Regions from separate parts of the Mus musculus genome. Here region 2 is linked to region 1. A link is a contact called in public HiChIP or PLAC-seq data. All regions are on one chromosome and are shown on one strand. The core of a region is the stretch at or near the end of the contact, and the rest is flanking DNA. Distances in the headings are between cores, read along the strand shown.

Evidence for each region. HiChIP or PLAC-seq counts read pairs in DNA pulled down with a chosen protein or histone mark.
Region 2: an H3K4me3 HiChIP or PLAC-seq map of bone marrow-derived macrophages shows a contact between it and region 1, with 4 times the contacts expected there. The contact joins the enhancer-like site here to the promoter of Focad in region 1. A contact is called at or near these places in 10 of 39 promoter capture datasets (the 3T3-L1 cell line, the C10 cell line, the SN4741 cell line and 5 more), 3 of 484 Hi-C or Micro-C datasets (bone marrow-derived macrophages, double positive thymocytes and palatal mesenchyme) and 11 of 115 datasets of contacts at active chromatin or transcription factors (CD8 T cells, the SCID.adh cell line, bone marrow-derived macrophages and 6 more).

The regions. Positions count from the first base shown.
Region 1 is chr4:88,093,372-88,099,076 of GRCm38.p6, forward strand. Focad (focadhesin) reads left to right here and starts at 1,259. Exons shown (of 44, transcript NM_001081184.1): 1 at 1,259-1,304.
Region 2 is chr4:88,273,029-88,279,445 of GRCm38.p6, forward strand. Focad (focadhesin) reads left to right here. Exons shown (of 44, transcript NM_001081184.1): 16 at 1,070-1,204; 17 at 5,181-5,231; 18 at 6,192-6,275. Among named protein-coding and RNA genes, the nearest start is that of Mir491, 150 kb to the left of the region's middle. Within about 2 kb of position 2,598, at least 72 of the 459 cell types and tissues checked have an H3K27ac peak or open chromatin away from gene starts, as enhancers often do. A contact at or near this core is called in CD8 T cells, the SCID.adh cell line, bone marrow-derived macrophages and 3 more, where this site is marked.

The sequences.
Region 1 (5,705 bases), core at 9-2,508:
GTCTTGTCTACAAAAAGCATATTATAATGACCTTGCAAATTTAACTTACAAAACTGCTTGCTACAAAATGAGAGCCTGTCTCAAAAAACCAAATACAGGAATAGACAAAGGAAACAAATTTAAAATGTTCCTAAAATTTGTACTTGTGTAGTTGGAAAACTTATGGGAATATCATCAAACTAATAAAACCAAAAAGGTAATTATAAATCTCACAGAACTCCCATGTCCCCAAGGATATAAGCGATTGAATACAGGAACATGTTCAAAATTAATTTAGATAAATTCTTACAGAATGAATGCATTATAAGTTATTGGAAGATCTAGAGATGGTGTGTGGAATGTAATTATTGTTCTGAGGTGAAGTATAGGAAACCAAGAATTTCCTGTTAGCATATTATAATGACCTTGCAAATTTAACTTACAAAACTGCTTGCTAAATTCCTACCACAGAATTAGAATCTCTAGAGATGTACCCAGGCTTCTTTTAAAGCGTCCTAATGCTTCTAAAAGTGCATGGGGTTTCAGAAACAGTCAGGTAATAGATTTCTATTCCTTTTAACTTATTTATTTATTTATAAACGCAGTTGTTTTCGTTTCTGCTGCGTTGTGCCAGGTGTCACAGACTTCCCCTGTGGGACCATTCCTTCCTATTTCGCTAAAGAAAATGCTTGGCTATAATAAATGTTATATAACAATAATAGTCGTGGTAAAGTTCTTTGAGCCAGCTCTCTTTAGATCAAATTCCCCCGTAGCAGAAATTCCTGGGCCTTGACAACTATACAAGTAGAAGCAAGGGCACAGCAGGAAGAAATGAAGTCACTGAGCAGCAGCTCCAGGAAGCAAGCTGGCTCTGAACCCTAGCTATCATGAGTACTCCAACCCCGCTCCCCCTGCCCCTCCTCCCCACTCCAGTCACGAGGATTTACAAAATCTCCAAATATCAAGAAGCTGTCCTGCATCTCCTAAAGCTGCCAACAGGACTCCCTGGCTCTGTGCAGTGGCATCTCCAGACAGGATCCTTTGCTTTCACATCCCAGAGCCTGAAGATCAGCCTGCACCCCTGCGAAGTCTGGCTGTGGCTAGGGCTGGGACCCAGCTTCACTTCAACATCTAACTGCAGTGAGCCGCCAAGGCCTTGTCACGCATGCGCGCGAGGGGGCGGGCATCCCAGCAGAGGAGGCGGGACTGGTTCTTGAAGTAGGTTTCGTATTGGCTGTCTCCGACAGGACCCGCCTCCGAGCGGTGGAGGCGGTGCGTGGGACACGTCAGGCACGGGAGCAGGCTGTGCCTGTGGCAGAAGTGAGGTAAGCCATGCGGCGTGGCTGACCGTCCACCGGCGGCAGCCGGGTGGGCAGTTGCCGCATCGGGTCCGGCTGCAGCCGCGGTCACGGGGGCGAGGGCGACCGAAGCTGGACCACTTGGGCTGGGGTGCAGGCCCGCGGCGGAGCATGTGGCGGCAAGGCCGTGGCGTCGCGTGAGGCGGGCAGGGCATTTGACCTGCTGCCCCTATTGCTGGTCCAGCGAAGCGTCCGGCTCCCGGAGGATCTGGCCTCAAGCGGTTCCCTGGTGTAAGGCTCCAGGACCCGCTGGCAGTGGAGGGGCTTGGCAGCCGGAGAGGCTGGCACGATCTGTCTAGCTTACCTGCCTCAGGTTGCGGTTGTCACCCCTCCTTAACCCGGTCGCTGGTTCGGGGCAGCGCCAGAGATCCTGGTGTCCTCTTGTCTGGCCTGGGGTGACTGTCTGAGTTCCCCGGGACTCAGACGCAGTTTTTGTCCACTTTAATGCAAAGGCTCTTGGGTGAGCAGAGCCTGTTTTCTGACTCAGGTCTCTGGCTCTGAAGAGTTTTTCTGTGGGGCTTCAGCGGTTGCAGGCGCCTGCGGTTGTGTAGGACTTAATCCCAGTTTGTTTCAGCCATGGTGCCTTGACCCCTTGTTTGTAGTTTTGGATCCAGTGAAATCATACCGTCATTGACTCATTCATTGCAAACTTTTAAAATGAGTTCCTTGGTGGATAGATAGTACCTGCCTTTGCTTGCATTTAATATGCCAGTGCTAGTGTCTGAGTTGACAAGATTTGAGATGGATTTTTTTTTTTTTTGTGGTTCATTTTTAGGATCTAGATTTAGATGCAAAAGATGAAGCTCTCTTGGACCTTATTCCAAGGGTTTTTTTTTTTTTTTTTTTTTTTTTTTTGTTGCTTTGGTTTATTTATTTATTTATTTATTTAATTTTGTTTTTTGCTTTTCCCTCTCCTTCTAATAAACCCTAAAGCCCATTGGCCCTGAGGGGTGATCCTAGTGCTTCCTATGGAAAAGTAAAGGGATGTGATTACAAGTATTCTGTAATTTTGGAATGTTCAAATTTTACAAAATTTACAAATGTTCAAGATTTACTGAACGGTGTTAGCAGTTGGGAACCAACTAAGTAAAAAACACATGATGTCATTTATGATTGTGTATTTTATGCTCCAGTGACAAGTGTTTCTGTTCACAAACACTTGACTAGCAAGCGAGTGAGTGCATGGTTACAATTTTGATTGACATCCAGTTTCTGCAAAGAAAGTACCATGACTCATCTAAATTTTGAAGTGTAATAATCATGAAGTTTTTTGTTATATATAAAAATACTCCATAGAGATAACTGGACAAGAATGCAGTTTTCAAAGCTTTTGACTTGCTTTGGTGATAAGTGATAGCCAAAACAACTGAATTATTTACTTACCAAATTAATCTTATTAACAGTTCACATTTCTTTGTTTTCCATATCTTGCTTAGTTTTTTTTTTTTGTTTCTTTTTTAATTGAAATAATTTAAAATTGTATCATGTTACTATTTGGTGGGTTTTAATTGCTTGATGGCTCTAATTGAGGCCTAATAATCCAAAAGTAAATAAATTGTTACTTCAAGGTAACAAATACCTGTATAGATGTGATAGATTTTTCTTATGGTAATTGATTAATGGTATTTACACATAGTAGAGATCACCCTTTTCTAGTATAAAATGATTTCAAAGGTAATTATTCTGATATTCCGAGCCTCATGATATTTGACATTGTCCATAAACTGTTAGTTGAATTAATATTAATTAGAGATGTAAATCAATTATAATCACTATTAGTATAGAGCTCTTTCATATGATAAAATACAGCTTAGCCCTAGAAGTATAGTTTAAATCTGTGACTTATAAATAGCAATTAATTGAGAAGAATTTATGTGTACCATTTCCATCATGGTAAATAAGAATTGCTAAGCTAATTGGACAAGTGTTGTTTGTCAGCTTCCTCTATAAAAATTATTTCAACCTTTTTAAAAATGTAGATCCCATTCATTTCACACACTAGATTACAAAATTTGAAAGTGTGTAAAAAAGATTTTTAATCTGTTTCAAGTCACACAATGTTGAGAGTAATGCAATGACATTTGTAATTTTTTATCACTTTGCTAACATATTTTCATTCATTCAGCCAGAGTCAGAGTATGCATGTATTTGTTTTATTGCTTGTTTATCTGGATAGATGAGAATGACCTTGAACTAATGGTTTTCTTGCCTCAGTCTACCCAAGGCTGAAATTAGGGCAAGTGCCACCCTTTCTGGTTTATATCTTGCTGGGACTGAAATAAATACTTTGTGCACTTAAAATGCATTATTATTATTATTATTATTATTATTATTATTATTATTACTATCATGTGTATTTACATGAGCCCAGATGCCTGTGAAAGCCAGAGGCATCAGATTCCTTGGATCTTAGAGTTATAGGCAGTTGTGAGCTACCTGATGTGAGTGCTGGGAGCCAAACTTGAATTCACTAGAAAAGTATTACGTACCCTTAACTGCTGAGTTGTCTCTCTAGGCATCTGAGTATTCTGGTCATACAGACCCCTTAACTTATGAATAGGTTATAGCCAGAAAATCTTACTGTAAGTCAGTAATATTGTACATCAAAAATGCATTTAAGAAGAATGAGCATCATGTGTAATTGTGTGGCAGACAGGTGCTTTTTGTGAGTTTGACGTCATCCTGGTCTACAAAGTGAGCTCCAGGCCAGCTAGGCCTACATAATGAGAACCTGCCTGGTTCAGTAGGTAAAGTGCTTTCTATGATAGCTGGATTTCTTAGTACCCATGTAAATGGTAAGTAAATGGGTGCCTTTAATTGCAGCATTCAAGAGCTTAGACAGAAGATCCCTGGGGCAAGATACATATCTATACTAGCTGAAATTGACCAGCTATGGGTTCAGTGAGAAACTTTTCCTCATTAAATAAAATGGAGGGCAATTGAGGAAATCAGTTAGTGTTAACTTTGGGTGCCCATACAATGTACATATACCCATACCCCCATATTTACCTGCAAATATGCCAATGTGTGTGTGTGTGTGTGTGTGTGTAAAAAAAAGTAAGAGTAAAAAAAATCACTTAATGTTGGTAGATGTGTGTTGTTGCTGTCTGGAGGATCTCCTTTTGATCTGCAGAACCTGTGTTTAAAAGGAATTTAGGGGTGGTGGCCTGTGGTCATAACACTAATTAAGAGAAGGTGAAGACAAGTAAATCACTGAGTCTGGGTGGCCTGCCAGCCTGCCTAGCCTGCATGGCCAATTCCAGGTCACTGAAAAACCCTGTCTCCAACAAAGCATATAGAATATCTGAGGGACAATAGCCGAGGTTCGCTTTGGCCTCTACCTACACATGTCCACAAGCACACATGCATGCATGCCCACACACATACATGCGCATCTGTGTGCACACACATACACATAATCCATTTAGTATACCTAGTTTCTTGCTCAGCGTGGTTTAGCAACAGTATATTCTACACTATGGACTGTTTATCCTTGTGATCTAGTGGCTGACTGGAAGCTGCTGCTTGCTGCTGCTTCCCAAAGAGTCCAGCCTCTCATCTTAGATTTCATATGTTGCTTGGTGAAGGAAAGATTAACATCATATTTTGAGGTATACTGTCTACTGAATGTATGCATATTACTCTCTCACTACTGTGAAGCCGAAAAGAAACACCAGTCAGACCATTTTAGTCAAGGACTGTCTTAATATTGTCATACCTTTGACTTTAAAGTCTGTACAGCTCTGGGTGATGTGATGTGTACATGTAGTCCTGGGTACTCAGGGAGTTGAGCCAAAGAGGAGTGCTTGAGCCCAGCATTTTGGTGTAAGCCCACAAGCATAGTGAGACCCACCCTCCTTTATATAAATAAATGTTAAGAAAGCTGCACAATTCCTCATTGTTTATGATGAGAAAGCATTTATTTAGAACAAAGTAAGGTGAGGATTCAAACTGCATATTCTGCTATTTATTTATTTACTTTTTTTGAGATACAGTCACACTGTAACCTGGCTAACCTTAAACTTACAGAAATCCACCTACCTCTGTCTTCTGAATGCTGGACTTAGTATATTTATGTATCTTTTAAATGACTTATCTTTTTGCTTTCCTAGAGACCAATGAACCATTCCATCCAAGCATGTAAACTGAATATTTTCTTTTTAGTGTTCCACAGTGTATCTTCCAGTCTCTGTTCGTCAGATGAACAGTTACTTGCTAATTTGGCCCATAAACATGTTGAATAAATGTTATAATTGTGAGTGTTATAACTATAGTTTTATATCCTGGTGTATTCTGTTTTCTCTCTTGAATCCTAGCACTTGGGAGGCAGGGGCAGGCAGGTAGGTCTTTGTGAGTTCAAGACCAGTG
Region 2 (6,417 bases), core at 1,348-3,847, 180 kb after region 1:
TTTGTTCCCCTTTTTATTGGATATTTTATTTATTTATATTTCAACTGTTATCCCCTTTCCTTGTTCCCCTCACCTCCCCCCACCGAAACTCCCTATCATATTCCCCTTCCCCCTGCTTCTATGAGGGTGCTCACCCACCCACCTACCTACCTACTCTCACCTCCCTGCCCTGGCAGTCCCCTATACTGGGGCATAGAACCTTCATAGGACCAATGGCCTCTTCTCCCATTGATGTCCGACAAGGGCATTCTCTGCTACATATGCGGCTGGAGCCATTGGTTCCTCCAGGTGTACTCTTTGTTTGGTGGTTTAGACCTTGGGAGCTCTGGTTGGTTGATATCGTTCTTCTTCCTATTGGGTTGAAAACCTTTTAAGCTCCTTCAGTCCTTTCTCTAAATTCTCCATTGGGGGCCCCATGCTCAATCCAATGATTGCCTGCGAGTATCTGCTTCTGTATTTGTCAGGCTCTGGCAGAGCCTCTCAGGAGACAGCTTTATCAGGTTCCTGTCAGCAGCACTTGTTGGTATCCACAATAGTGTCTGTGTTTGGTGTCTGTATATGGGATGGATCCCCAGGTGGGGCAGTCTCTGGATGGTCATTCCTTCAGTCTCTGCTCCACACTGTCTCTGTATTTCCTCCCGGGAATGTCCTTATTTCTTTCTTCTTATACTGGCATGGGGTACTTTCTGCCACTCTTTGCAGTACTGGGGATTGAGCCCATGCCTCTTCTCTGCTAAGGAGTACTCTCACTGAACTCTCCCTAGTGACCTTCCCTCCCCTCCCCTCCCCTCCCCTCCCCTCCCCTCCCCTCCCCTCCCCTCCCCTCCCCATCTTTCTTCTTTCTTTTGTATTTATGTTTTGAGACAGGGTATTGCTACATTGCCCATGCTGGCCTTGGAATTTGTCTTGCAGCAATGATAGACTTGACTTGGAATCCTACTACCTAGACTTCCAAAGAAACTGGAATTACATGACTGAACCACCATGCCTAGCTTGCAATATTCCTAACTTATGACTAAATAAGCATTTGAGTTTTCGTGGTTGTTGACTTTTTACATTTGTTTTACAGGTTGTCTGTATCCGCTCCACTTGGAATGCTCTCTCTCCCAAGCTGAGCTGTGACATGAGACCACTCATATTGAAGACCCTGAGTGAACTGTTCTCTTTGGTTCCTTCCTTAACAGTCAATACAGTTGAATATGAGGTACGTGTTTAGAACCCAAGAAGCTGATTTTTCAGGAAAGCTGTATGATATGATGACCGCTTTTCGAATTAATCCTTCACTTTTACAATTAGTTTATATAAAAGGAGATTATGTTTTTATTACGAGAATTGTCAAGACTTTAAAAGCACATTTTATGTTAAAAGTACTGTTTCTAAAACAATAGTGTATAATATTAGCTGTTTAAAACCATTAGTTTAAATGTTTTAAGTCAAAAAGCATAAGCATTAAAACTTATAGAGGCAGGATGTATTTTTGCATTTTTACGAGGTCATGCTTATCATTATAACAACCTGAATCACTCCTGGGAATCTTTGCTCTACAAGTAAGGTTCCTCTGGCGTTGCTTAACATTGCTTCCTAGCTCCTCTTAGAGTGAAATAGTCAAACAATTAAAATTACATTTATGTCTTTACTTTTATAAGCTTCGGTCTCTTTTTCTCACCATTACTTTTCTCCTTTCAAAGAGCTCTAGAGTATTTTGCTTGGTGAATGTCCCGTTTAGTGCCTCTAATAAACTATCATACTTCAAGATTCTGTAACAGTCCTGTGTGTGTTTCAGATCAGGTGATTAGACAGAAGTATCAGAAAATACTTCTAGTCATGTTAAAGACTTATTCTATTTATATGTATGCATTCACTACGTGTGCCACATGTATTTGTGTATCTTCAGAGACCAGAAAATGGTGTTGGATTCCTGGGAGCTGAAGTTACAGATTGATGTGAGCCAGCAAGCATTGGTTCTGGGACTCTAATTCATGTCCTCTAGAATGTCAGTAAATACTTTTAACTGCTGACTTGTTTCTCTAGCCCCATTTCCCACCATTTAAAATACTGCACAACGAATAAAATCCCATCTATCATTGCCGAGGTTGAAGATCTAGGACTCTGCCTACAAAAGTGCATACTGGGTCCATAGTTGCTGAATGAACTGGGGAACCAGTGTAGGATGTTGCAAGTTTATTTTTATGTGTGGGCTTTTCTTTTATAACTATAAAAGAAAATACCTATTCCTTAATACTTTAAGGGAAAACTTTGAATTGTGACCCTTAGGTCACATAGTACAACAGCTGTCTTTGTTTCTGGCTATAATACCTGGGTGCTCAGTCTTATTTTGTCCAGAGCCTACAAGGTGTTTGATCAAGAGTTAAGTCTAAAATCCCCAGCAACCGCATGTTAGGCTCATTCATTATCTGTCCTCAAGGTTGGAAAAGCTTACACTTTTGAATTGCTTATACTCAACATTACTGGAATTTTGGTGTGGATTACTTTGTGAAGTGGTTTTTATGTGTTGGTTTTGATGTTTGTATATCCATGGCTGAGAAATGCCTTTGACCTAGATTATCTTCCGGATTTTACATCTACTGGGTCTGTCCTTACGCAATCAGCATTTTTTTTTCTTTTCTGTTATTCAGGCAGACTGCATTGAGACCATTTAACCCATTTCTTTCTTCTAAGTCAGTGTAGTCTGAACAGGAAGAGAGCTCTGCTGGTTAGCAGCAGTGAAGACAGAGGCAGAGGCGAGCTCTGCCGCTCTCCTTCCCCCAGCCTCCCTCTGTGTCTCCTTCCTCTTCCTCTCTACCTTTTTCACCCATCTGCTTTCTCACATTCCCTCTCTTTCCTTCTCCCCCTTCCTCCTCTCCTGTCACTGTTCCCTCTCTAATCTGTCTGTCCTGCTCTCTCCCTCTTCCTATGTGTGTGTTTATGTTGCTTTCATTTAACGGCCTAGCAGTTACTTGGATCGAAGCCAAAGTTACATTCAGTTTCCCCCAAACATTTCTTTTTGTTTCTTTTTTTCTCTTTAACTTTTTATTGACTCTTTCTGAATTTCACAGCATGTAACCCAATCCCACTCGTCTCCCTGCCTCTTCATATCTGCTCTCTGCCCTTGTAACCTGCCTCCCAAAAGAAAATAAAAGATAAAAATAAAAAAGAATGAAATAAAACAAAAAAACCAAATCAAACCAAACCCCATCTTTTTTTGTGGCAGCTGTGGTGTATCACAGTGTATAACACAGTGTACTGTTTTGTTCACACTTCTTTGATTGTAGATATTTACTGCAATGAACACTGATCTGATTCAAGGCCTCTGGCTTCTGCTATGCCATCCATTCTAGATCCTCATTGGGACATCTTTTGGATATCTTGTTGTTGTTTGTGTAATGGAGTCCTGTCATGGATTTGTAGGACTGGCCCTTTCACATGCTCCAGCAAGTCATAGATAGGGTAGATGTTGGAGTGGGCCTACTAAATGCCCTAGGTCTGGGCTTGCGTGATAGCTGAGTTAGTAAGCCTACCAGCCCTCTTGGACCTGCACCACTAGGAAGAGCTCCCTAGCACTGCCCCAGCTTGATGAACTAGATCACCCAATGCCACAGCCTGCAAGGGTTAGGGCCAGCTCTCCTACCTTCTACAGGTATGCGTGGGGGGGGGGGGATGGCATCTCTCCCTTGCCTAAACCACGTCATGGTGTTTGAGTGGGGGTGGGGGACCAGCTCTCCTAAGCTTATCCCTTGGAAGCTCTTGCCACATTACTTTTTTCCTTAGTCACTTGAGAGCTTTCAGTTTGTCTGCGGTGAATCCCAGATAACCAAATTTGCCTTTTACAGCATGGCACTTCTCTATAGTACCATACCCGGCCATCCAGTGACACAAAGGATGTCTCCTATGTGTCTTCAAACCTTTCTATTTCTTTTATTCAAACTATTCCCTCTGACTAGACTTCCTTTCTTTTCATCTTTAATTTTAAAAATGTGCTTTATGAATTGTAAAATTGCATTATCTCATTCTATCCTTGGAGAATTTTCTTCCAGCAGACAGCTGCTGCTCTCAAACTTCTTTGTGTGCTTCTGTGAACATGTCTTTTATTTTATACTACAGGGATATATAATTTTTCCCACTAAACTATAATCAGTGCATCACAGAGTCCATGATTAAAGTGGATTATGCTTTTTAAATTGCTTTCTATTAGTTATGGTATATTTATTCATTGATTCAGAGTACATAAATTCAAACCATATTAGGCCATAGTGGTATTGATAAATAATGATGGATACTATTTTCAAATTCTTACTAAAATTGAAGCACCGAGGTTTTAAGAGTCATGTCCACTGAAGAAATGATCATTTATTGAATGTCTGATATATGCCAGGGAAGTAACTACATGAAAGTTGGCATCTAACCCAGAATTCTCCTGCTGGGTGCCCTCACTTCCCTGTCATACTCCATTGTCCACATCCTTGTCCTCCAAAGTGGAGGAAACAACAAACCTTGTTAGGGGGCATTCGGGATGCTGATTTCATTGGTGTCGTCAGACTGACGTCAAAGATGTGTAAGGCTGCTTCCCGTTGACGTCGGGGGCATGGGTTTTGTAAAGTTAAGGAGGGAAGAAGAATGGAGCGTGAGTCAGAGAGGTCAAGCACTAACCTTAACCCCGCCCCACACAAGGAAGACACTGAGCACCAGCAGGCAAGCAGTTCTGAGTTTGACTAATTATACCCTGAATAATTGTCATTAAAAGGAACCAGTCTAGGAATTGCGTTCGTAGTCTTTGAACTGAAAACGTCACACTGACGGCCGTATGACATGTGTGACTTAACGGGAATTAATCACGCCACATGCTGCCATGCACCTGCCATGCATCCAGTTAGAGGAAGATGCCCTGGGCACTTGTGGGACGGGACTAAGACTAGTGCCACAGATGAGTGACATTTGTAGTGGGACTTAAAGGGTCAGACACAATGGTCAGCTTTCTAGATGGTGCCATCTTGGCATTTTTAGTTATGTATGTGCGTAGATGGTAAATTTGAGCAGCTTTCCTTTCTGAGTAATGGGTTCAGTCAGTTAATGATGCAATGACTTAAATAGTAGCTTAGTTTCTACCATTTGTTATTTCAGATTCTTCAGTTTAAGTTAAGCCCTTTCTTAATCTTTTTCCTTTGTACTTCCTGATTTTCCAGAATTTTAAAGTTCAAGTCCTCAGCTTCCTCTGGACTCACACTCAAAACAAGGTATTTTTATAGGACTATCAGTGACAAACTGGGGGAATGGCTGGGAAAACCACTCAGGATAAACAATTAGCTCCTTTCAACTGAAGTTTTCATTTTTAAAAAAGTGGCAATTAGTAAGTTCAGATTTAAAAATGGTTTTCCACTACTCTCATTAATAATAACAGATGTGAAAGGCTTTTGACATTATCTCCTGCTTTTTTATGGTTCTTTCCCTTTTCTGCTTTGGTCTTTCCACATATGTGTACCAAAAGAAGGCCTTGTACACAGGATAGTCTGTGTGTTTATGCGGGCCCATGTATTATTGGTGTATGTGGAGGCCAATGGACAAATTCCAATGTCATTCTTCAATCATATCTTTCTTGACACAAGTCCCTCACTGGCATGGATATACCTACTAGGCTAGGCTGGCTATGAACTGAGACCTGGGAACTGCCTGTCTCTGCCTCCCCTGTGATCAGGTTACAAGTGTGCATCAGCATGCAGGGACTTGCCCAGTGGGTGCATGAGCTTGGACTACACATAGGTCACTTGTCCTGTTAAACAGGGACTTGTCAGACTCCAAATCCTCAAAGTCCTTCTAAGCCATACTAATGCAGACCACCTTAGTAATTAGATAACTCTTAGGTTCAAATTAGGAGTGTTTTTGAGCCCACTGGCTCGGTTTTATTTTTTTGTTACTATTGGGGGCACTTTCTCCTGAAGAATGCTTGATGCTGATCAGTCACTCTTACTTCTGTCATGACGATTTAGTTTTGTTTTTCCCCTCTCCTACTTTTTTTTTTTTAAACAGTATTTCTTTGAAATGAGAACCAGTTTCTTTTCTCAAGTGTCTGGTAAATGTTCTTTTGGACTAAGTAGCACTTGAATCTTAGTGGGATCCTGGCATTGGTGAGAGAAGATTTTCTTGCTTCCTCTAGATCTGCTGTTTGACAGCTGTTGCTTTCTGTTTGCCTCATCCAGAATCCCACTGTAGCAAGTGCTGCATATAAGTCTCTGTCTCACTTCAGTGCTGGAGAACACACCATTCTTCACCTGCCAGAAAAGGTAAGCATGTCTGCTGCTTGGCCGCTATCCCTTGATGTTTTTTCTGGATTATATGACTCTGGTCATGGGAGCTCTTTACCTGATGAGTGTATATATGTACCTGTAGGTGTAGCTCCCATGCACTATAACTTGCCCGTTATTC